Regions from separate parts of the Acanthopagrus latus genome. Here region 1 is linked to region 2. Evidence: chromatin contacts called from public Hi-C data. All regions are on one chromosome and are shown on one strand. The core of a region is the stretch at or near the end of the contact, and the rest is flanking DNA. Distances in the headings are between cores, read along the strand shown.

Region 1 (6,735 bases), core at 3,578-6,077, 140 kb before region 2:
GGTCTGGAGGAACAATTATACGTAGGTCGCTATGCTCTATTTGACCTAGAAACTATAAAGTGTGCTTTTCTGAGTATGTTAGAGGAAAGCTGTGTGACTGGTGATTTCACTGTTGAAACAGACCATGGAAACACAGTTGTCATTCTGTGATTTAAGCACTGATCTAAACTGTATATGTGGAAATAAGATGAACATCTCCTGCCATACAACAACTTAACATTTTGGGGCAAGAGTTAAGAGTTTTAGCCTCACAGAATTAAATATTTAGCTATGACAACACAGTAACACACTACTTTAAAAAGCCCCTCTAGTGCAACAGGCAATAATGTCCAAGCTGACACAGTGTTTCTTCTTAGCTTAGCCTAACTTAGCTCTGTACATATCATTTGATTCAACAAACAGGTCCTACTTTATGCCTCAATTTCACTTTATGTTAGAAGATGCTTAGTAAATCTTAAACAGTCATATCAAAACTTCATTTCCCGACATGTATTGTCTAAAATAAAATAACTTTGTGTTTCAATACAGCAGACAGCTGAAAATATCAGTCAGAATTACTTAAATTCAGCTCTGTTCAGTTCTGTTCTTACAATGGAACGAACAAAAAATTGTAACCAGAGCAGCGATAACTCTACCCCTCAATGTTTCAACAAGGATCAAAGATGGCCCAGTAAATCTGACATTAAAGGGGCTCTGTGGAACTTCTGTGTTGTGCTGGAAGCCAGTCGTTAGTTTGTTTGAGGCCTCCATATCTAAACTAACATTAGCGCTGAGAGAGGCACTAAGATGAGACGTTCAGGAATTTGTATAAAGTCACAACCTTTGGATGGTCGGGGAAAATCAAACCCGAGTCCTGCACAAACAATCCACAGTCCAGCAGCATCAAATAAATTGTCCACAGGCTTTTACTGGCAACCAAGAGAGATGGTCTCATTCTCTACGTCATGTTACAATGTGCTCACATATGGCCAATAAAAAAGTAACACATGTAAATTGCTACAAATTGTTACATTGAGCCCATCTAAGGCTGTTAAGATTAGCTAATTAGAACTAATAAAATCCTCCACTCATTCACTTGTTTCATACATTCCTTAGACAAAACAGTCTGCTGTTAAGGAGCTTATAATAGTGCTTCAATTTAGTAACATAAGCAAAGCCTGGTTAAATATTGTATTTACATGACAAGTTATGGCATTTGTCTTTGCTTATCTAACTTGTAAAAATGAACACTGGTGTTGCAGTGATGTGTAATTTTAACGTATGCTGACGTGTAATGGCCAACATACTGTGAGAGAAGTGTGCTAACTTTATCATGCGGCAGGCTTTTTATGTACAGTAGTGCAGCAAGGTCTACATGGCAAGGCTTACTGTACTAATTACTACTGCTGCACACCTGACTTACAGTAGACATTTGTCCAGCTGTTATATGTAAGACTTTGCAAAGAACTGACTGATTTTAATAATGCAAGATTTTTTCTAAAAAAACAAAAAAAAACAACTTTTCCATGATGCTCCCATTATGCAAATAATCACATTCCTATAGTTTGCAGTCTACCACAGGACTACTGCCCAGAAAACATCTTCCTGGAAGAGTTCAAAGAACCTGATAAATCCCGAGTCCAAAGAAAGTATTCCTTACGCTGTATTTTGTCAACACCAGGTCACTAGTCAGACAAAATATAAAATATGACTTGGGTTCTCTTTCTACAACCCCCTACATGCATTAGGGGAAAGCTGATGAAAGTAGGTAACCCACATTATTATTCAACAAACTTTAAAAGGCTGTGAATCTTATGCTTAAAGTGCGAGTTTAAGATTTACTGTTGTCCTGCGCAAGGCTTTCACCCTGGCATTTACAACATAATCCCATAACAATGTAATATCATGACTTGTTGGCTGCTCTGTAAACATGTTCATTTCATGGGGCAATGTGTGGGGGAGGGGTCTTGGTGGGATCATGTCACTATCCATAAAAGTAAGCCCGGGGAAAACACCCATCAAGTGGACGGATTTAAACCCTTTCTCTTTCTCTAATTACTGGAAATTGGTTTACCGCTCCTGTCTGTGTACTGAAGGGATAGAGCCACTTCATCTCCTGTGAAAATCCAGAATCAAACATTTGAGTATCATTATTATGAATAGCACAACTATTCAAGGTCACACAGCTGCCATGACTGTTTACTTGAAAATCATCAAAGTTAATGCTCATCAGATAGAGACACATTGGTTTCAACACTACATACACAACTAAACTAAAGGCAAAACAAACAGAGGTTGCACTATTTGTGTCAATGTCATCCATCACATCAGTTTGTCCCTTTGAGTAGATGAACAGCTTTAAATAGAAGAATTTGGCAACCATGGCCTAAAACTTAGGGCAGCAAGATTATGATGGAAGGTTGCTGGTTAGGTTGGCCTTGAGCAAGGCACATCATGACCTCAAATGCTCCCGTGCAGCTGCTCACTTGCTCACAAACAAGTCTGTGGTTGTACTAAGCATCTCCTAGATCTGACTGTGTGTGAAGTGCTGCTGAAAATGTGGTTTCAAGCTCAGAAAATGTACTCTAGGTCAAAGGTCGAGGGAAAAAAATGAGGCAGTTGAGGCTTTTTTAGGAAGTTTGGTAGACAAGCAGCTTAGGCAATGGATAGATGGCTCTAGGCCTCTGATTTCTCTCTAGCTCAGGCATCAAGAGGAAAGTAACCATTACCAGAATAATCCATCAAGACAAAGATCATGATAACCTTGGTTACAACCTAGGGTGGATCTTGGATGCCATTATGACATTTGTCTGCAGTGAAATAAGAGGTTTTTAATGTTGACATTTGGTTAAGTGCAATTTTTACACCTATTCATTATGCTTGACTGATAAACACCATAAAGACATGGGTTGAGTTACCATATTTTGACCTTACTCTTTTACATGAACTATATTCACTTTTTTTGACTCTTATACTAAATTTGACCAACTGAATCTGTATTTTTACTTCAAAATTGGTTTATCCTAAGTGCCACTTGAACTGAACTTGGTGGCTATCACTTGTCAATACCTCTCTTCAAAGCTGAGTGAACGTTGAACAAGACACTAGAATGTTTCAGTTACATAACACAAGGTACAAATTAGTGGATCATGTTGTGTGAGTCAGCGAAAGGTGCTCTCTTACCTGCAACAGGTGAGTCCGCTGCTATCACCGTTACCAACACCGTCATCCCCAGGAACACTGCATGCTGGCCATGGGCATGCATAAGAGCCTTGAACATCACCATTAAACCCACAGAGGAGACTAAACCTGCCATGGTATGGTGGGTGTTAGGTCAAGGCATTTCACCCAGTTAAGGAGAGAGGATTCATTCCAAAGAGAAAACTCGAGGTTCGGGTTATTTCAGGTTGCCTGTGTTGGTCTTCTTTAGTTTAAGGCCCCTCCTTCCATAACATGTGCTCGTGATGAAGAATAGCTGTTGAACACAAAAGAACAACACTGTGACCCTCAAAACAGAGCAACTGCTTGCATTTGCTGACACTACTTGACCATCACTCCATTAATCAGCCATTCACTGGAAACAACAAATACTGCACTGGAGAGCACATAAGCACATGCTCTATTAATATTACGCCAAAACACACAATACACCTTTCATCTGAAATTAAAGAAGAGGCTGATTTGAGCAAAGGAAAGTTGGGTCACTTCTAATTGGAAATAATCTGTTTCAATTTGCAATTTCATTGCTAGGTAATCAACTTCATTTGGCTTTATCTATGCACCTACCCCTATCTATGTTATTAAGATGGATTTGTTTTATTTTGTATTAAAAAAAAACAAAACAATGATTTTGGTGCGTTCAATGTCATCATGTCTGACGCGCAATAAAGGCTACATCTCTCCACATGAAATAGGATATCATAGGGAAAAACAACTTCATATCCCATGTTGAAATAAATAACAGCACTAGGGGCATGAACACATGCTCGTCTAATGCTTTCATAGTGTGAGAGGAAACATTTCATGCACATGGCTAACCAGGTCATTAGAACTTAACGGTAATGTTAGTCAAACAAACACATGTGAGGCATCACCATCCCATCAACAGCTAGATAAACTACCCAGCTATGACTCCACATAGGCGGATAATAGGTGTAACGTGGTGAATAAGGCATAATAGGACGCCGAGCACAGACTTCATCCCCCGGCTGTATGGCTAGCTCTCAGTCGCTGTCTCTCGAAGCGTCTCATGATGGTACAGTACAGTCTCTTGTCCTACATCCCGTCCCGTTACTTTCAAGTTTCACGGTCATGTGGCTCTTCACACGGCGAGACAAAGCACTTTACACCTCTCATTTGAGCGCCACAGCAACATACTCAAAACAGGTTAGCTAACACACTTGGGTATCATTTCCCAAAGCTAGCTCCGAGTGCACAGATAACGGCAGTTTTCTCTCCTTTTCCCCTCAGCCATTCCTGTCAGCCTGCTCATAGCTGCGCATTCAGACTTACCAAAAAAAAAAAAAAAAAAAAGGAGCTCCGACTCTATTAGTTCCTTTGTCTGGGTGACGAGAACATATCCTTGGATGAAATAAAAACACTGTCCTTGTTTTCGTCTTCAACCTTCATGAAACCACCTGCCTGCTTTTGAAGTGATTTCAGTGTAAACGCTCTGCGCACGAGCTGGTAGCTGGCTCCATCTGACACTCTTTTGGTAACAGTTACCTTCTCTCGTCCTGAGGATTGGGTTAGTCCCGCCCCCCGGCTGATCTGATTAGCCTCTAATGTATCGAAAGCCGCTCTCACTGGCTGCAGCGCCCCTCCGTCAAAGTGGGGTTTAAAAATTAGGTTGGCCCTCCTCGGCTGGCGTCTGCGGCTTCCACGGCAACGTTGCCTCATGCGATGATGCACTCGGCTCAGCAAGGTATAGCCGTGGATGGATATATCACCGTCAGCCTGTTTTATTGGCTGGGTGCATTGTAGCGTCTTGCCATGCTGAGGGAAATCATTCAACTTATCAAACTGACACTGGGCTTTTCTTTGGTCTAGGCTTGGCTAATGGCTGGTGCGCTTCTCTGCCTTTTTTATTTTTGCAGTCTCATCAACATTATATAAGCCTATTTAAGCGCAATGTTTACACTTATCATCTGACAAGCCACAGAAAGGATGTGCACTTAGTTTATATGCGTAATGCATGATTTCTGTCGGGAAGTAAAGGCTCCGAATCGCAAAGAGCCGGAGATGGAGCTCCCCTGGTGCATGATTTAAACATCGTTTGTGTGGTTGAAAATAAATGAAGATGATCAGCATAACCTAATCACGTCAGTGCCAGTTTGCATGCATCAACACTTTGGTGCACATCGCCACCTAGTGGCAGTGTGACATGATGACGTTGCTGATGTTAATGATGCAGGATAAGTTTGATTTATCTTATTAACCCCTTATAAACATTTAACAGGTATTGTGTCATGATAAAAATTAAATCCTGAAACTCTGATGTTGCTATGTATAGCTTAAATAAATTAGTTCTATTTTTCATTGTAGCGGCAGGTAAACAAAATGTTGCTTGATTTATGCCTTCAGCTCTATCTAGCTGTAAAATCTGAATTCAGATCTGAAAATATACTTATACTTATACTTATACTTATATATGTGCGTTCAATGTCGCTATGTCTCACACAAAACATAGCCTACATCTCTCCACTAAAGAAAAATATTATACATATCATGTAACTAGTAATTATGATGACCTAGCCACTGTATTTATGTACAATGCTAAGGTGCTTCTACTAACACTCACGTGTTAGTTATTAACTCATGCTTCTGTATTCATAGTCATATAAGGCAAAGAATGATTTTTTTTTTTTTTTTTTTTAATCCCAGTGTATTTATCATAGTTCTAGCCACTGCATGGCTTAATTACCCTCCAGGATCTGAAACTACCTATTGGTTTAGTGGATATAATACCTCTACCTTGAGCAACAATTACAATACAATGCATGCATAATGTATTAGTAATGACATTAGTAATCAGATTTGCTATGTATCTGTATCATGTCTACATTTACTTTTCATACTTTACACAATGCTGTGTCTGTGGATGTGTCCTTTGTAGTTATGTATTCTTAATTTGCGTTTTTAACATAGCAGAATTTCTGTCTCTTTCCATTTTTTTTCTGCTTCCTTTTTCTAGATTCAGTGTCTTGCTCAGTGCCACTTGAAGAAGGCTTACGAGCAGTGAGGGACGGTTTCCTTGACCTCCCTTGAACATGCTTCAGATGACTCTATGAAATAAGTCCAATTCGGTCCCGAAGTATAGTAACTTCCACTCTTTAGCTGCTACACAACCATGGTCTACCAACACAGTTGTTATCACTTAATGTACCTGTTCACCTGTTACCTTTGTTAGCTTAATCACTGTAATAGATAAATTCACATTTAGGGCATTTTAGCAGACACTTGTCCACAGCGACTTACATAGATTCACACACTGATCACACACAAGATGCCAACCAGCACATCAGGAGCAGTGTGGGGCTCAGTATCTTGCCCAAAGACACTTCAACATGCAGACCAGCGGAATCAAACCAGCGACCTTCTAATAACAAGATGTTCGTTCTACCCTGGAGCCACAGCTGCCCTGATGACCTGGTGACCTCATGTAATTCCAAGGATGGCGCTGCCCAACATCGATGTAAGGTCTAATCAGACAGAGTAAGTGGTGTGGGCTTGCGTGGCCTTTAAATGTTTGTTTTT
Region 2 (6,991 bases), core at 1,780-4,279:
TGAAAAAAAGAACTCAGCTCAAGATGAATGACATTTGCGTTATTTCATGCTGTGGACACTTACGGAGCAGTGAGCAATTTTCTCAGTGTGTCTGTGCAGCGTATGTGACTTCTCATAGTTTAACAGGGAGGCGTAGAGGCCACAGTGAACAACAGTGACATGCACATTCATTTTTTCTTAATTTCTAAATAAAACTGACCCAAATGGCCATTCATCCAAACTTAAATGAGAAGATGGACAGTTTTGTTTTAATGCACGCTCTTAATGTGTTATGCAGTTAATAATTAGAATACATTACGACATTTTATTAGTTCTGAGAATATGATCATCTTGTGGTCCCTGTCACATGTTGAAATCTGACAACAACTGTGCTGTCATGTCATTAAATAAATGGTGTCAACTGTTGTTTTTTAACTAAAGATGTATGTCTGAATTTGCTTGTTGGTGCAAAATGTATTGACGTGTTTAAGGCATTAGTTATTGATTTAGCTGTGGTCTTCAGTGGGATAAAGGTCTCTGTGTTTACCGCTGATCCTGAAGCAGATGTTGTTACCCATCATCAGGGCCATCGTCTGCAAGATAAAGATAATATGGTGTGTGAATGCGCTCTACAGGACATTTCAGGAACTGCAACCCAATGGTTTTAGCAGATTTTTTTTTATTTTTTTTATACTGTATGTCTACAACCATTTTGCTCTCTAGGGGTTGCATTTAGGTCTTTTGCATTGCAAGAAAATAGCTTGAGGATTTAGCCACTGCCACAGGTTCTCTTGATTGTCATAAACATTTTATCCTATCAGATGCAGAATCCTTCCTCATAACCTACCAACATGCTTCAAAACCCAGTGATCAAAGTTTGGACTGAGCAAATGTAAGGGTTACACCTACTACGTTTCAATCTTGTTTTAAACTTTCAGCTAGACGCTTTTCTTGTCACCCGGCTCTTTGCGCTTCAAACTTGCTACTAAGTCTATTCTGTTTAATCATAATGTCAAAATGTCAGTGGACTCAACCTAAAGGTGACACACCTGCACTATGCTGTGTCAGTGATGGTGCAGAGCTGCACAGTTGGGTGACAGATAAACAGGCCCAATCACAGCCTACCTATATCAGTCAGGATGAATACAATAATTCTTAAAAAGTGTTATCTGACTATTGTATCTTTTCTACTGAAACTACTCAAAGTACACACATGTGAATTAAATATGATGAGAACTGCTAATAGATATAGATAAAATGACCCATGAGTTGTGTCGGAGGGGTGTTTTGTGTGTTTTGTGTATCTAAAACAAATTGAAGTTGTTCAGTGATTTAAACTGTCAAGTTCTAATAATGGATTAGTGTGTCAAAAATATGAGACACATTTGATATGTCACCCTCTCAAATTTCAGGCTTCATATCCATATATTCATATATATGTCATGTTGTCATGTTCATGTTCTGATACTGGCCTACTCACTGGCCCTTCAGATACTCTTCGGGGTCTGACAGCAGGAGGTCTGCTGAGAGTGGTTCAGTGAACATCTCAGTCCCTCTTTAAATTGACAGACATCAGGATGTTGACCACATTTCTCCTGCTGACTCCATCATCTCTAAATAAACCAACTTTAATGTCTATTGTCAGAGAGTTTGTAGTTATGTTACTTTCAGCTTATGACATCTTCATATCACCTTTGCTACTTTTGAAGTCTTAGTCAGGACTTACTGCCTTATTTGAGTGAAACACAGGTTATTGTCTGTCTCTCTCCTCTCATCCTGTGGTCAGACATCCTTCTCATCTGCTCGGGAGAAATCAAGGAAACTGAGAAAACATCAAAGCACAACAAATGTGTGTGAAATCATCCAGTCGTCATGCCAGCATTCGATTGTAGCAGGTCTATATAAACTGCGGGTTTACAGGACATTTCTTCAGGCCCACACTTCAACTTCCACTGACACAGCCATGAAAACATGAGAGAGAAGCACTAACAACAACTGGACTCGATCAGCTCGTCAGAGACAGTACTTTCCACAGTATTTTTCTGAGACACAATATACCAACCAAAAGAAATGGAGTACTCTAGCGAGCACCACACAGACATGTCTCGGCAGAGACTTCTCCAAGAGCTCGAAGAAACCAAAGAGCAGCTGAAAAGCAGAAAGCCCAGAAAAAAATGTACATCAACAAGAGGAAAGAAGCCACCAGAGAGCTGGAGCGACTGAGAAAGTACAGCGATGATGAAACTCTCAGCAACACAAAGATATTTACTCAGGTAAGAGATAACACCAGGCAGAGGAAGAAAAAGGACCTTCATAAAGACTATGAAGAGCTCCAAGTTGTCCATTTAATCAGTGAGAAGTATCAAGCTGAGCTCCAGGTGGAGAAGGACAAGAACAATGTTCTTCAAAAACAACTGGATCAGATCAGCAATGAGATCAGACTCAGGTATTTATTATAAATGGCAAAAAATATGTACATACAATGACAGTTACTGTGTAGTATGCTCATCTTTATACTTATCTTATCTCATCATAGGTATGAAACTGATATCATCACTGTGAGACAGCAGTCTGAAACTGCAGCAGGACCAATAGACAGAAGTCAACACTCACAGGGACACAATGTCCAAAGCCTTGCAGGTGGTTACCAACCTGAGGGCAGAGCAGGGTGACCTCAGTAATCTCCAGCAAAACACCCTGGAGAAGGAGGAACATTGAGAGAGACAACAGGAGGAGCTGAAAACCTAGCTTGTTGTTCAGATCTCTCTCAACCCTGAGCTCTCCACAGAGCTTAAGGCCTTGAACAGACGCTGGACTCTGAGGAGAAGCTGTGTGAGCAGGACTCAAGTCTCTGGGTGATTTTCCTCAGAGACTTGAGTCCATCACTGTCTGGGGATTGAGGAAACCAAAGAAGTGGAGGAAGTAAGACGGCTTCAACAACTCAAGCTGTCACATTCGCCATCAAACATCAGCACCAAGAACTTCTCTACTTTTTTGGGGGGGGCAGTATATCACCGTTACCTCCAACAGCAGCCCAAATATATCGGCCTACACGCGTCCATAAAGTGGTGTTGGCTGCAATGCGCTCCCGTGCGGTAGGTGGCAGTATGCGGCTCAGATTTCTACTAGCTTGCGTAACGTTGAGAGGACGCGGACGAAGAAGGGCATCATAACAACAATAATGACAAGTGAAGGGAAATAAGGTGAGTGAACACACATCAGTTTTTTCTCATTAATTAAACACTAAAGTGCTCCACATTTAAGAATGGCGCTGACACAGTTCATGAAAACGTGACCCGACGTGCAGCGGAGTGATACACGAGGGGACGACCTCATTTATTTGGTTGTAGCTAGTAGCCTAGCATCACACATGACCTACGTTACAGCATCACCTCGGGGTTTTAAACGCTGTTCTTCAGCTCAAATAAAGACAAGCTGTATGGTAGCTGTTTGAAGGTGTGTGCTTCAGCCGTAGCAATGATACTCGTAGTTGTTTTCCCTTCAACACAGCCCTGTTAACAGGTCCCAAAGCATCACTTGTGTGCCAGTAGGAGGGATTGACCTGTGCACACTGTTTAAAATGCAGAGGAAAGGTCGGATTGACAAAGCTGCTTAAACAAATCTTCAACAAAGAATTTAGTTTCGTAAAACCGACACACCTATCTGTGGTAGACTAACCAGTCTGAGAGCACAACCCACAAATAAATACCATCACTATCCCACTTCCATCTGCTTTCCTCATTGTGAAGAAGTAAGCTTTGTGTTATCAACTGTGTTATGATATGTAAGATGTTAACCACGCAATATTTGGAGACAGGCAAATGGTTTTTTTTTCTTGTAACCTCGTGATTTGTTAAAATCCTTTTTGTTACACTGTCCCAATTATTTTCTGTTCCCCTCTTTGCCCTAAGGAACTTTAATCTGGCTGTAGCAGTGGAGAGCAAAGAGAAGTTTGACATTATGGAGGCTGTGGTTGACTTTCTCAACATGTTCCATGTCAACGCCAGTGGGTTCTCCGTGACGCTCAGCCTCTTCCTCATCTTTCTGGGTCTTCTCTACTGGTGAGTAAATGGTTTGAATCCTAGTCTGTCTGTGATGCTGCAGCTCGTGCCAAACACAAAGCATATGCAGCAAGCCCTTACAGACAGTCAGTGCACTCAATCAGTCGACACTATCTGATGTTTTAAGGCTTTGAAGCGCTGACGTTTCTGATTGCATTATTTTGGGAAGCTCTTGAAGGAGGACCTTAAAAATATTCTAGTCCAGACAGATAACAAACTAACAAGTTGATCATGCTGCTTTGTTTGCTCAAACAAACACCAGTCAACATGCAAGATTTGATGGGGTGATTGGGCAAAAGACTGTATTAATTAAACAAAGGGTGGAAACAAAATATTTTTCATTCTCTTTGCTTTTTTTTTCTGTTTTCTAGGTATTCAGTTTACCCCTTTTCAGTCCTTTCTCGATGTGGCATCAAACATCCAAAGCCAATACCTTTCTACGGAAACATATTCATGTTTCGCCAGGTAAGACAGAAACACTCTTTAGTTAAGACAAATATATATTTTTTATGCACATATAACATCAAATAATGATTTTGCAGGTTTTATGGTATTTGGATGTGTCTCTGTATAGCATGTGATTTAATTAATACTCAGCCGATCAGTCTCGGTGGCCCTGCCCCTGTAGGTCTCAAGAAGCATCTAGAAAACCAGCAGAATTCATCACCTTCCTTTGGGGCGTGTTAGCTGATGTCTCACTCAGTAAGGATTGGGCTTGTAGTTCTGCAGTTTGTTTGAGATGGCCTGATAATTCCCTCACAGACTAGATTCTGGGTATTATTCCCTCTTCTACCAGCATTGGCTTGCCTAACCAGTGACCTCTAGTGGCCTGGCAGGGTTTTGATCAACATTCACAACTGACATCACCTTTCTTTGCAGGGTTTTTTCAAACCTATGACTGAACTCATAAAGACACATGGCAGAGTTTGTGGGTAAGTAGAAAAAGTAACTTCTACATCAGTATCAGCACACTGGAAAATTCAGTGAATTCTTGCTTGTAAGAAAAGCTGTTAGAAGCACAAGGGTCTTCGATCTGACTCTCCCTGATGTGTTTCAGGTATTATTTGGCCCGCAGACCAGTGGTGGTGGTAGCAGACCCTGACATGCTGAGACAAATTATGGTCAGGGACTTCAGCAGCTTTCCAAACAGAATGGTGAGCACATTTGCCAGTGCAGGCACATGTACACCATGTATTCACATGTGATTCTGAAATAAACTTCAATGAGCTGATCTGTACTCTCCTCTCTCGCTCTCTGTGCAGACTATACGCTTTGCCACCAAGCCCATGAGCGACTGTCTGCTCATGTTGAGGAACGAACACTGGAAGAGAGTACGGAGCATCCTGACCCCGTCATTCAGTGCTGCCAAGATGAAGGAGGTGAGTTAAGCGCCATTTAGCTATCAAAAGGGAGTTGGACACGGCCCACACGCACCATGCACCAAAGATTGTTTGAATAGGCCCTTTCCTGTCTTACTGTCAACACTTTCGCACACACTCAGCCAGGAGTAACTTAAAATATTCATCCCTGCAGTGTTTACTGCATGTTTGCTTTAAAAGCGCACCACACGTTCATCTTTTATTTACATCTTAGAGCAGTTAGTGTCCATCCACTGTTTGTATTTACTGGTATTTTGATCTACAAAGGCTTTTTGCCAGCTGTAAAGTGTTAGGATGCTTTATTTGTTTGTTTGTTTGACCTTTTCCTAATTGTTGTGGTGGCAGATTGATGTGTGTCTTCCCTGTTACTGTCTCTTATGTTTTCCTGTAGATGGTTCCGCTCATCAACACAGCCACCGATGCCCTGATGAACAACTTGAATGTTTATGCTGAGTCGGGAGAGGCCTTTGACATCCACAAGTAATCACACGCACAATGAACATATGTTATTAGAATTACGGTGTCCTTTTCTGTCCTCTGTTATATTTCTTTTGTGTACTTGTTCCTGCAGGTGTTTTGGCTGCTTCACCATGGATGTCATCGCCAGTGTGGCATTCGCAACACAGGTGGACTCGCAGAACAACCCTGACGACCCGTTCGTCCGCCACGCACAGATGTTCTTCTCCTTCTCTTTCTTCAGGCCCATCATGCTGTTTTTCAGTCAGTCCAATCGATTTATGCTGGTGTTTGTATATTTATCGTTTTTAGCTGGCATTTGTCACACCAACGTATTTGGTTTGTGTGTCCAGTTGCTTTTCCTTTTTTGGCGGCTCCTCTGGTGGGACTCATCCCCAACAAAAGACGCGACGAGATGAATCAGTTCTTCATCAACAGCATCCAGAAGATCATCAAACAGAGAGAGGAGCAGCCTCCTGAACAGGTGGATTTTATGGATGTACAACTTAGAATCTCCTTTAGAATTTTTATTTTTTTTTAATTAAATTGTTGATGATTTTTTGCGTGCAGCGGCGCCGAGACTTCCTTCAGCTGATGTTGGATGCGAGAACCAGCAAGGAGGCCATGTCTTTGGAACACTTTGACACTTTGACAGCAAAATCTGCCAGTGACCTCGATCACAGGAACCAGCAGACACAACCGTCCACCTCCAATCAGGACGACCGTCCTCACCCACAGGAGCCCCCCACCAGGCGTGCACAGAAGAAGATGATGACGGAGGATGAGATCGTGGGTCAGGCTTTTGTCTTTCTGCTGGCAGGCTACGAGACCAGCAGCAACACGCTGGCCTTCACCTGCTACCTGCTAGCCATCAACCCTGAGTGTCAGAGAAAAGTACAGGAAGAGGTGGACGATTTCTTCACCAGACATGTGAGTGTTGCTTTTAGTTGTGAACAGTTGTGGATTTATCTCATAACCAGACAAATTCAGTGCCTGCAGACTTTTTATTTCATTGTTATGTTTAAACTTCTACTGAATTATGCTGAATTTACTTTGTTTTTCTTATTATTGTAGGAGTCACCAGATTATGCAAATGTCCAAGAGCTGAAGTACATA

Evidence for each region. A called contact is a pair of places that touch in the nucleus more often than the background predicts.
Region 1: a contact with region 2 is called in a Hi-C map of muscle, with 4 times the contacts expected there. The contact joins the promoter of si:ch211-1e14.1 here to the promoter of tbxas1 in region 2. A contact is called at or near these places in 2 of 4 Hi-C or Micro-C datasets (liver and muscle).

What each region holds. Positions count from the first base shown.
Region 1 is chr8:21,362,886-21,369,620 of fAcaLat1.1, reverse strand. si:ch211-1e14.1 (UPF0606 protein KIAA1549) reads right to left here and starts at 4,827. Exons shown (of 25, transcript XR_005076625.1): 1 at 4,492-4,827; 2 at 3,163-3,454.
Region 2 is chr8:21,217,897-21,224,887 of fAcaLat1.1, reverse strand. It overlaps tbxas1 (thromboxane-A synthase), which reads left to right and starts at 3,029. Exons shown (of 14, transcript XM_037105959.1): 1 at 3,029-3,182; 2 at 3,891-4,040; 3 at 4,412-4,505; 4 at 4,920-4,972; 5 at 5,098-5,194; 6 at 5,303-5,419; 7 at 5,811-5,899; 8 at 5,991-6,139; 9 at 6,229-6,359; 10 at 6,446-6,805; 11 at 6,950-6,991. The coding sequence starts at 3,940.